Regions from separate parts of the Drosophila melanogaster genome. Here region 2 is linked to region 1. A link is a contact called in public Hi-C data. All regions are on one chromosome and are shown on one strand. Each heading gives the region's core, a stretch centred on a gene start, on an enhancer-like site or on the middle of the called end of the contact. The rest is flanking DNA. Distances are from core to core; before and after follow the strand shown.

Region 1 (3,484 bases), core at 54-2,553:
TATTTTTTATGCCGCTCAACTGCAAAATTGTGTCAAAATCGGATGCTGTTACTGTGGGGCAAAATGCAAAATGTGGGGGAAATGCTGAGAGGGTACGTGCAGTCGCCTTTTTGTTGGCCCGCATCAACTTAAAAATGTACACAAAAGGCTCCGTGTAAAAATTTATGAACCTGGCTGGGCAATTTTCTAACGTACCTGGCAATTTAACGGTAAAGTGTAAATTTCATTTAATTTGACAGCCGCAGATTGAAACCTCGAGCAGTTAATAAAGTTGCACCGGCCAATGCACCAGTAATATCAGCTGCAGTTGCAGCAAACTGCAGCAGCATCAGCGAACGCCGCAACAACAGCAAAACTAATTAGTCCAAAGGCCCCGCAGTAGATCAACAAACTCACCTAGAACGAATAAAAAATAAGAGAGAAAAAAGGAGTCATGAAGGCAAAGATGATTTAATAAGCAATTAAATTATTCTAATAAATGTAAGCCAGCGGGTCTGAGCAAAGGAGCAGGGCGTATTGCAGGAAGAGGGCCACAAGAAATTGCACATAAAATTGCAATTTTCCAGCAAATTCATAATACAACAAAAAGAAAACAGAAAAAAATTATACAAAATTAGGCCGCAGGCTGGGGAGTGAGAAAAAGATAGGGCAAACGAGATGGTTAGATACAGTTTTCCGCGAACGTTAAAAGACTGTGGCAACGAAGCTGGGCGATGGAAAAATATCTCACTCTAATTATAAGTAAACAACTCTGTAAAAAGAAACCTTCAATATTAACAGTGCAGTTTAAGTGCTGATAGTATAAATTAATGATGTATTATTATTGTTTTCTTTGCCGTAAATTCCTCATCCAAATTGCTCTGGTTTATCTATTTGGCTGAGATATAAATAATAAAGTTCATTTGCGGATAATCAATATTGTTCGGTTACTTGCTACATATTTCGATCCTCTGACTGATCAACAATCTGCAAACCAACAAATCTGGACTTACATCGCCGAAACGCACTGCCCCTTAGCTCAGCGGGAGCGGGAATCAACAGCTGCCAAACAGTCCGCACTCATCGTCATCATTGTCGGCGTCAGCTGAGAGCTGAGATGGCAACAACTCAAGTGGCATCCATCCAGCGGTGGCAGCTTCAGCTCCCAGTTCCCAACTCACAGTTTCCAGCTCCCAGCAGTCCAACTAATGCCATCAAGCCTGATGCATATAGTGATTAGAGTGGACGTTACCCGGCCCAGTGCTTCCTCGCTTCCTTCCTCGGATGCATCGTCATCATCGACTTGCTGCTGCTGCTGCACTTGAAGTAGAGATGTTGCTGGTGTGCCTGCTGTTGCAGATGCTGCTGCTTCTACGGCTGCTGCTGCCGCTGCTGATGATGACGATAAGTGCAGTTTGCAGCGTAATAGAAAAGTTGCCACGATGTGCGTATGTGTGTGTGTGTGTGTGTGTTACTGATGATAATGATAGATAAGTGTGCGCCAAGTGCACTACGTAACTTACTCTAACTTCAAAAGCTATCAGCAGTTAAATCGAAAAGCAGTAAGCCAAGCTCAGTGGAGCCAGCGGGCAAGAACTGTAAATGCTGCGCTGCTTAATGACAAGAGCGCCAACTAAGTTGCACTGGCAGGAGCGGCAGCAGCTGGGAATGGGACCTCTATGCGATGTGGCACCCAGCGAAGGTTACACTCAGAGAAAAAATGGTTTCATTTATGCATTCAGTACACATCTGTCTTGCAAAATTCGATTTCAAAATATATACTATTTGAAGTTCGATACTTAATAAGATGCATGCATCTTTTTTTGGTAACAATCATTTTTAACAAAAGACTGATATTCTCTTTCGTTCGCTTTATTACGCAATTTTTGTTCTGGTGCAGATCCTTGAGTTGCTCCTTCTGCTGAACTGCTCCTGCATCATTAGCAATTGTGGGCCGTCCAAGGCGTGGGGCATGAGAAATATTTGCTATAAATGCATGCAACATTAAGTAGAACGCATTTTTTGCAGGCAGCCAGGGAGCAGCAGCATCTGCAACCTGATGACGCCACACGCCACTTCACTTGGCTGCCTCGCGTCGCTGTTGCTGCGCTGCTGCCACTTCTTGTTGCTGTTGCAGTGTTGCTGCTGCTGCGGCGTTGCTGTTGTGCCTTTTCACAGCTCAACGCTTGCGCACATTTGGGGAGCCTGAGAAAAGGGTTCATCTTTGGCCCTTCTGTGTGCCTTGCGCCGTTTGCTTTATTTCTTTCCCAGAATCTTGACGGCTATTAAGGAGCAAATAGCAACAGCAAAAACAAAGCACAAAAAAAAAAATGCTGTAAAATAAAATTATTATTTTCTTTTCGTGCTCATAATTTGTGCCGCTGCTTCTTTGGCCTCAATTAGTAAAAGACTTTTCCTTATTACACTTTTAGCCTTGCCCAGCGCTTTTCCCGTTCACAGCAGTAGTTGTTCCTTCCTCAGCAGTAAATTAAGTTACGACTTTATGCTGCATATTAGGAGCGGGAAAGGAGGGTCAGAAGATATGGTGGTAAAAACGCTGAATGCTCTTGAGGGCGGGCCGCCATTAAATATTTATATTATTGCCTACGTAATTGCGGAATAACGAGTAATTAGAAAATAACTATCATAATTATTTTTTTAATGGCCAGCACACTTTATCTGCAGCAAGGGATTTGAGCAATATTCTATTCAGCATCGCAGCTATACCTCTTTTTTTTATCTCTCAGAAAACGTTTGTAATCACGGCTCTTAAGTTTTTAAAACTATATATGTATCCTCTTCCATTTAAGTTTGATGGTCCTTGTTGAGTTAAATTTTTTATTTCCCCTTAACAATCAGTTAATTTTATTATAGGCCATGATTCATGCGCTGCATATTCAGCTTTTATGACTTAGCCATTGAGATCAACGCCCACTGCCAAGGACTTCCTTCCACTGCCATTTTTCGCCCACCCTCGATTTCGTTGTATTATTTATTGACAATATATTTTATTTAGCCCAGCATATCAACCGCTGAGCATTTGCGGCCATTTAGTTGCGATAAAAACGAAATTTATGCAGCTGAATCTTGTTTTTAGCATACAAATAAAAGGAGAAAAAATGCAACTAGAGCTGCGAGTAAATAAAGAAAAAATTCTATTTTCTCAGGCAATAAAAATGTCAACGACGTTGCCGCAGACCAAATGGCAATTGCAGCCGTCGGAATATCCTTCGTTTTTGTCCATTTTTTCCATTTTTCCACTCGTTTTCTGCGCGCCTCCAAAGTGATTTATGCATTTCGCATGCAAAACGCTAATCAGTGGACCCAAGAACGCCAACCCATCGACTCCTACTCGAGAAACCCAATAAAAGAAAGGCAGCAATCGCAGCATCCACCATCCACCACAAAAGTCTGAAATGCGAAACCCAAATAGCGTTTAGCCAAAGATGACTAATGTGACTCCCGGACGACGTCCAACTGGTCAAGTGGGTTTGGCCTCCACTCC
Region 2 (3,979 bases), core at 31-2,530, 100 kb before region 1:
CAAATAGAAATAACAAAAATTAAGCAAAAATGTTTGCTACGTTCCGAAATATGTATTTCCCTTTTCCCATTTCCAGTTTTACAGAACGGTAACAACAGCGACGCATGTCACCATCAAATAAATCACTAAACGCTGTGACAGTGTCAAATGTCAGGAGACAAGGGGCGTTGGCGGGGCGGCTAGGGATAAGGGATTGAAGGGTGCTGCACTGGGAGAAAATCTGATTCAAATGGTAGCTATTCATAGCATGTATGATCCCACTTCATTGCAAGCTTTGCCAAGCCCAGCCAATGCCATCTACCATCTATGTATATTCATTCATTCTCTAAAAAATATATTTTTTATTATATTTTTATTTTCCTCAGTGCTAGTGAAATCCGAACCGCTGCGGATGTTGTCTCAGTTGGTAGGCGCGCAAGGGGACAATGACCGCTCATCCACCCAACTACTGGGCCAGCCACCCACCTTCACCCTTGGCGCACCACCCAACACCCAGCACCCTGCACCCACCGCCCCTCGCCTTAACCCCCTGTTGCCGTGCTGCGTCACTTCATTGTTGACATTTAACGTGTTCGTGTTTGGCGTGACAAGTGACATGCTGTGCCTGTGCCTGTGCCGCTTCCACTCCAACTGCCTCCGTATTTTATCCAGCGACTGTTTTCCCCGGCCAGCGACCAACTGTTGAGGTTGGGTTCGCGTTCGGGTCCCGAAAAAGGGTTGATGTACGTACAAAAACGTTGGCTGGGTACAAAAGGTAGCGTATAATTGCATAAATATGCAAATTAGTGAGCCAAAGAGGGGCGGGGATGGGTGGCCCGCCTTGACGCATTGTCGCCCCCAATGTCAACGAGTGTCGCCAGACAGACAGACAGCTGCCGCTCACCTCCCGCTCTCGACGCTCTCCCAGCATTCATAACACGCACCGCTAGCCGCCCAACCACCCACTCGTTACACACCCGTTACCGTTGCCGTTACAGTTACCTCAGGATGTGCGAGGCGCTCGAGCAAAAATCTATAGCATACTTTGCAGTTGCAGCCAAGTGCATAAGACTGCACAAACCGTTGGGGTCGCAAAAATAGCGCTCTACAAATCAAACTTTTTTGATAGTGCAATCAAATCTTAATAAAATGTAATAATGCCCGGATTTGTTGCAACACTATATTACTTAATATATTTGTGGTTTCAGCCTTTATTGCTATTATTCTGACCACCTCTGTACTTGCAAGCATATCAATGCTCAACAAAAAGAGGGTGACAAACGGAAAGGCATGAGGGGTTGCCAGCAGCCGTTGGCATTTTCCATTGAACGGAAATGTGTCTAATTTCAATACAAAGTGACTTGGCAAAGGAGGGAGAACTGGGACAGATGCAATGGCTCGTTTGTTTCTCTCTTCAATTGCAATAGCTATCGCAATCGCAATTGCACTAACAAGCGACACATGAAAACGCAGACACATACGCACTCAGAAAAGGATATAAAGAACAAAAAAAAAAAAAAAAAAAACCCCTGGCATTACCTTCATTTGGCAACAGTTTTCATTTCCATTTCACTGCACAAAGTGCTCTCGCCCTCCAGTTACAAAGTTTTCTTTTAACCCTTGAGAGAAATATTTTTGCAGGCAAGAATAAACAAAATGTTATTTATTGAAAATTGTTATAGACTTGCCCGGCCAGACAAGTATCTTAATTTTGTTGCCAAGTTCCAAGTTCCAAGGCAGCTTAAAGGCAGGGAATTTTCATGTTCTTTTTAGTTATTTTCATTTTTCGTTTATACTTCAAGTTTTTTTTTTCTGCTAGTGGATCGAAACCCCTTGAAAGCACTTCTGGTCCCAACGGTGGGAACAGGGGACAGGGCAACATTATGACAAAATGTGCATTTAAGTGCAACATTTATGTAAAATGTGCGTCTGGCAAGTTTCGCCTTTAAAATATGCACAAACATCCTTCGCCTGCACAGGGGGCACTTCGAACTGGGAACTCGTTGGGTAAGACGTTGAAAAAGCGCAGCTCAAGTTGGTGACGAGCATTTTGTAAGCACCGAATTGTGGGCTGGGGCAAAATTGGGGATTGGCTGCCATTTGCCTTCGCAAAAGTTCAGAAATTAAGTTTGCTGACAAACGTTTGTTCGGCAAAATTTCAGAAGGAACCGGCCGAGGGAGGTGGCAACTTTGCCAAGGCATTTCTAAACTTAAATAAGCGCAACTTGCTACCCGGGGTACATGGGGCACATGTGCAGCTCACCGACTCTTTCTCGTCCCCAGTTTGGGGCAACTTTTCTAATGCAATTAATTTCTGCACTCAACGAGGCGGCCGGAGCAGGAATGTGGGCGTGGACATGGCTATGGGTATGGGTATGGGCGTGGCAAGGACCTTCCTGCGACTGGGCAAAAGTTTTTGGCGGCGTCGCTCTCTGTGTTTTTCGCACCCAAGTTGGCACAACGCACAAATTAGTGTGGCAGCAGCATGTGGCATATTGCCTCGTCCCTCCTTCTACGTCCTTCCGGAATAAGACCCCTCCCCACTGCCTCACCCAAAATTCTAACCATAATGCATGTCATAATGGCTGCAACTTTGGCGCGGCCTTCGTTCGCCAGCAAATTTGTCACACGCACAAATTGTTGAGTCCCACCAGCCTTTCCTTCTTCTATTTGATGTAATTTAAATTTTTAATTAGGCACACAAATTGTTTTTGGCGGTTTGGCAAATCTCTGACAGATTTCCAGCGCTTGTCTGCGAAATGATAATGAAAATGTTTAAATATTTACCACAATTTGTAACGACAATCACACAGACTTACAATAAACACAGAGCGTAGCACATACATACATAAAGTTTACGTTTCCGGTGAGGATTGTTAGTGGGAATGGACACAATTCTAAACTACATTAAAAACGATGGAAATTATGAAAATCTGATACAATGAATGCGGGTAATGAAATAATGATTGAATGAAGGAATGTCAAACTCTGAACGGATGATGTGCACAAAAGAGAGCAAGGAAACATTGATGGAACATCGATTGAAATTTCAGGACATGATGCAGGCTTCAGACACTTACCTAAAACGAGAAGAAAACAAGAGGAAATTAGTAAATTGAATATCTCCGATAATTTAAGGCTGACTTATTATCTATGCTGCTTTCTTTTCTTTTCTTAATCACTATTGATAGCTTGCGAGATCTCCTTTTAAGCCCAAAATCTCCAATTAAAAATTGGTCAATAAATTCGTATTTTCCAATCATATGCCGCATAAATCTGCCAGTCGTAATTGGCTTTATCTGTAGCCGATAAATAATAAATATCACTTTTATAATTAACTCTTCTTGTGTTTCTTGTCAATTTCCCGTGCCACTGAAACTCATATTTGCTTAAAATTATGAAACAAAATCGTTTGCATGCCACAAAATATTTGCGTGTTAAATGAAAAACAAGCAAATCAGAATCGCCGCCTGGAAAATGTACATTTGCAATCCCAATCCGAATCCCGATCCCAATACCAAAATCCAATTCGTGCTAGACAAAAATATTTGCCTTGCATTGCAGCGGGTTAAATCTCGTTTATTTTGAGCTCTACGTTTTTGTTTCAGAGTTTTGGAACATTTTTATTCGGAGTGTGTTGTTTCGGGTATTTGTTGTTTGGTTTGCGGTTTCTGCGGGCGGCATTTATATCATATTTTTCTCTGTTTTTTTTTTTTTTTTTTTATACTTTTGGTCCGGGCTCTACGATTTTGTTTTTTTCTTGTTTGCGGCCTGGCTGCGATGTGTGTGTGAAGTTGGCAGGAAATGCGCTGGCGGCGATACAGCGTTTCAATTCGTGTATGTTAATATTTATGTTTTGATTTCAAACAACGCCACCTCTGAAATATTAATGAAATACAAACAGAATGTTAGCGTGTTACATACACACACACACACAGGCACACACACACACCCAGCTCCGCATAGTTGATATGCAAATAGCGAGACGACTGCGAGACAT

What was found. Hi-C and Micro-C count contacts between places; a contact is called where the count stands out from the background.
Region 2: a Hi-C map of the OSC cell line shows a contact between it and region 1, with 2.8 times the contacts expected there. The contact joins two enhancer-like sites. A contact is called at or near these places in 6 of 107 Hi-C or Micro-C datasets (the OSC cell line, the PNm cell line, central nervous system and 3 more).

What each region holds. Positions count from the first base shown.
Region 1 is chr3R:22,156,805-22,160,288 of dm6, reverse strand. The region is part of intron 3 of SKIP (Shal K[+] channel interacting protein); the gene reads right to left. Among named protein-coding and RNA genes, the nearest start is that of SKIP, 25 kb to the right of the region's middle. Within about 2 kb of position 1,303, at least 17 of the 39 cell types and tissues checked have an H3K27ac peak or open chromatin away from gene starts, as enhancers often do. A contact at or near this core is called in embryo and larval brain, where this site is marked.
Region 2 is chr3R:22,257,557-22,261,535 of dm6, reverse strand. All of the region lies in intron 4 of SKIP (Shal K[+] channel interacting protein), which reads right to left. Among named protein-coding and RNA genes, the nearest start is that of mir-1010, 33 kb to the left of the region's middle. Within about 2 kb of position 1,280, at least 18 of the 39 cell types and tissues checked have an H3K27ac peak or open chromatin away from gene starts, as enhancers often do. A contact at or near this core is called in embryo and larval brain, where this site is marked.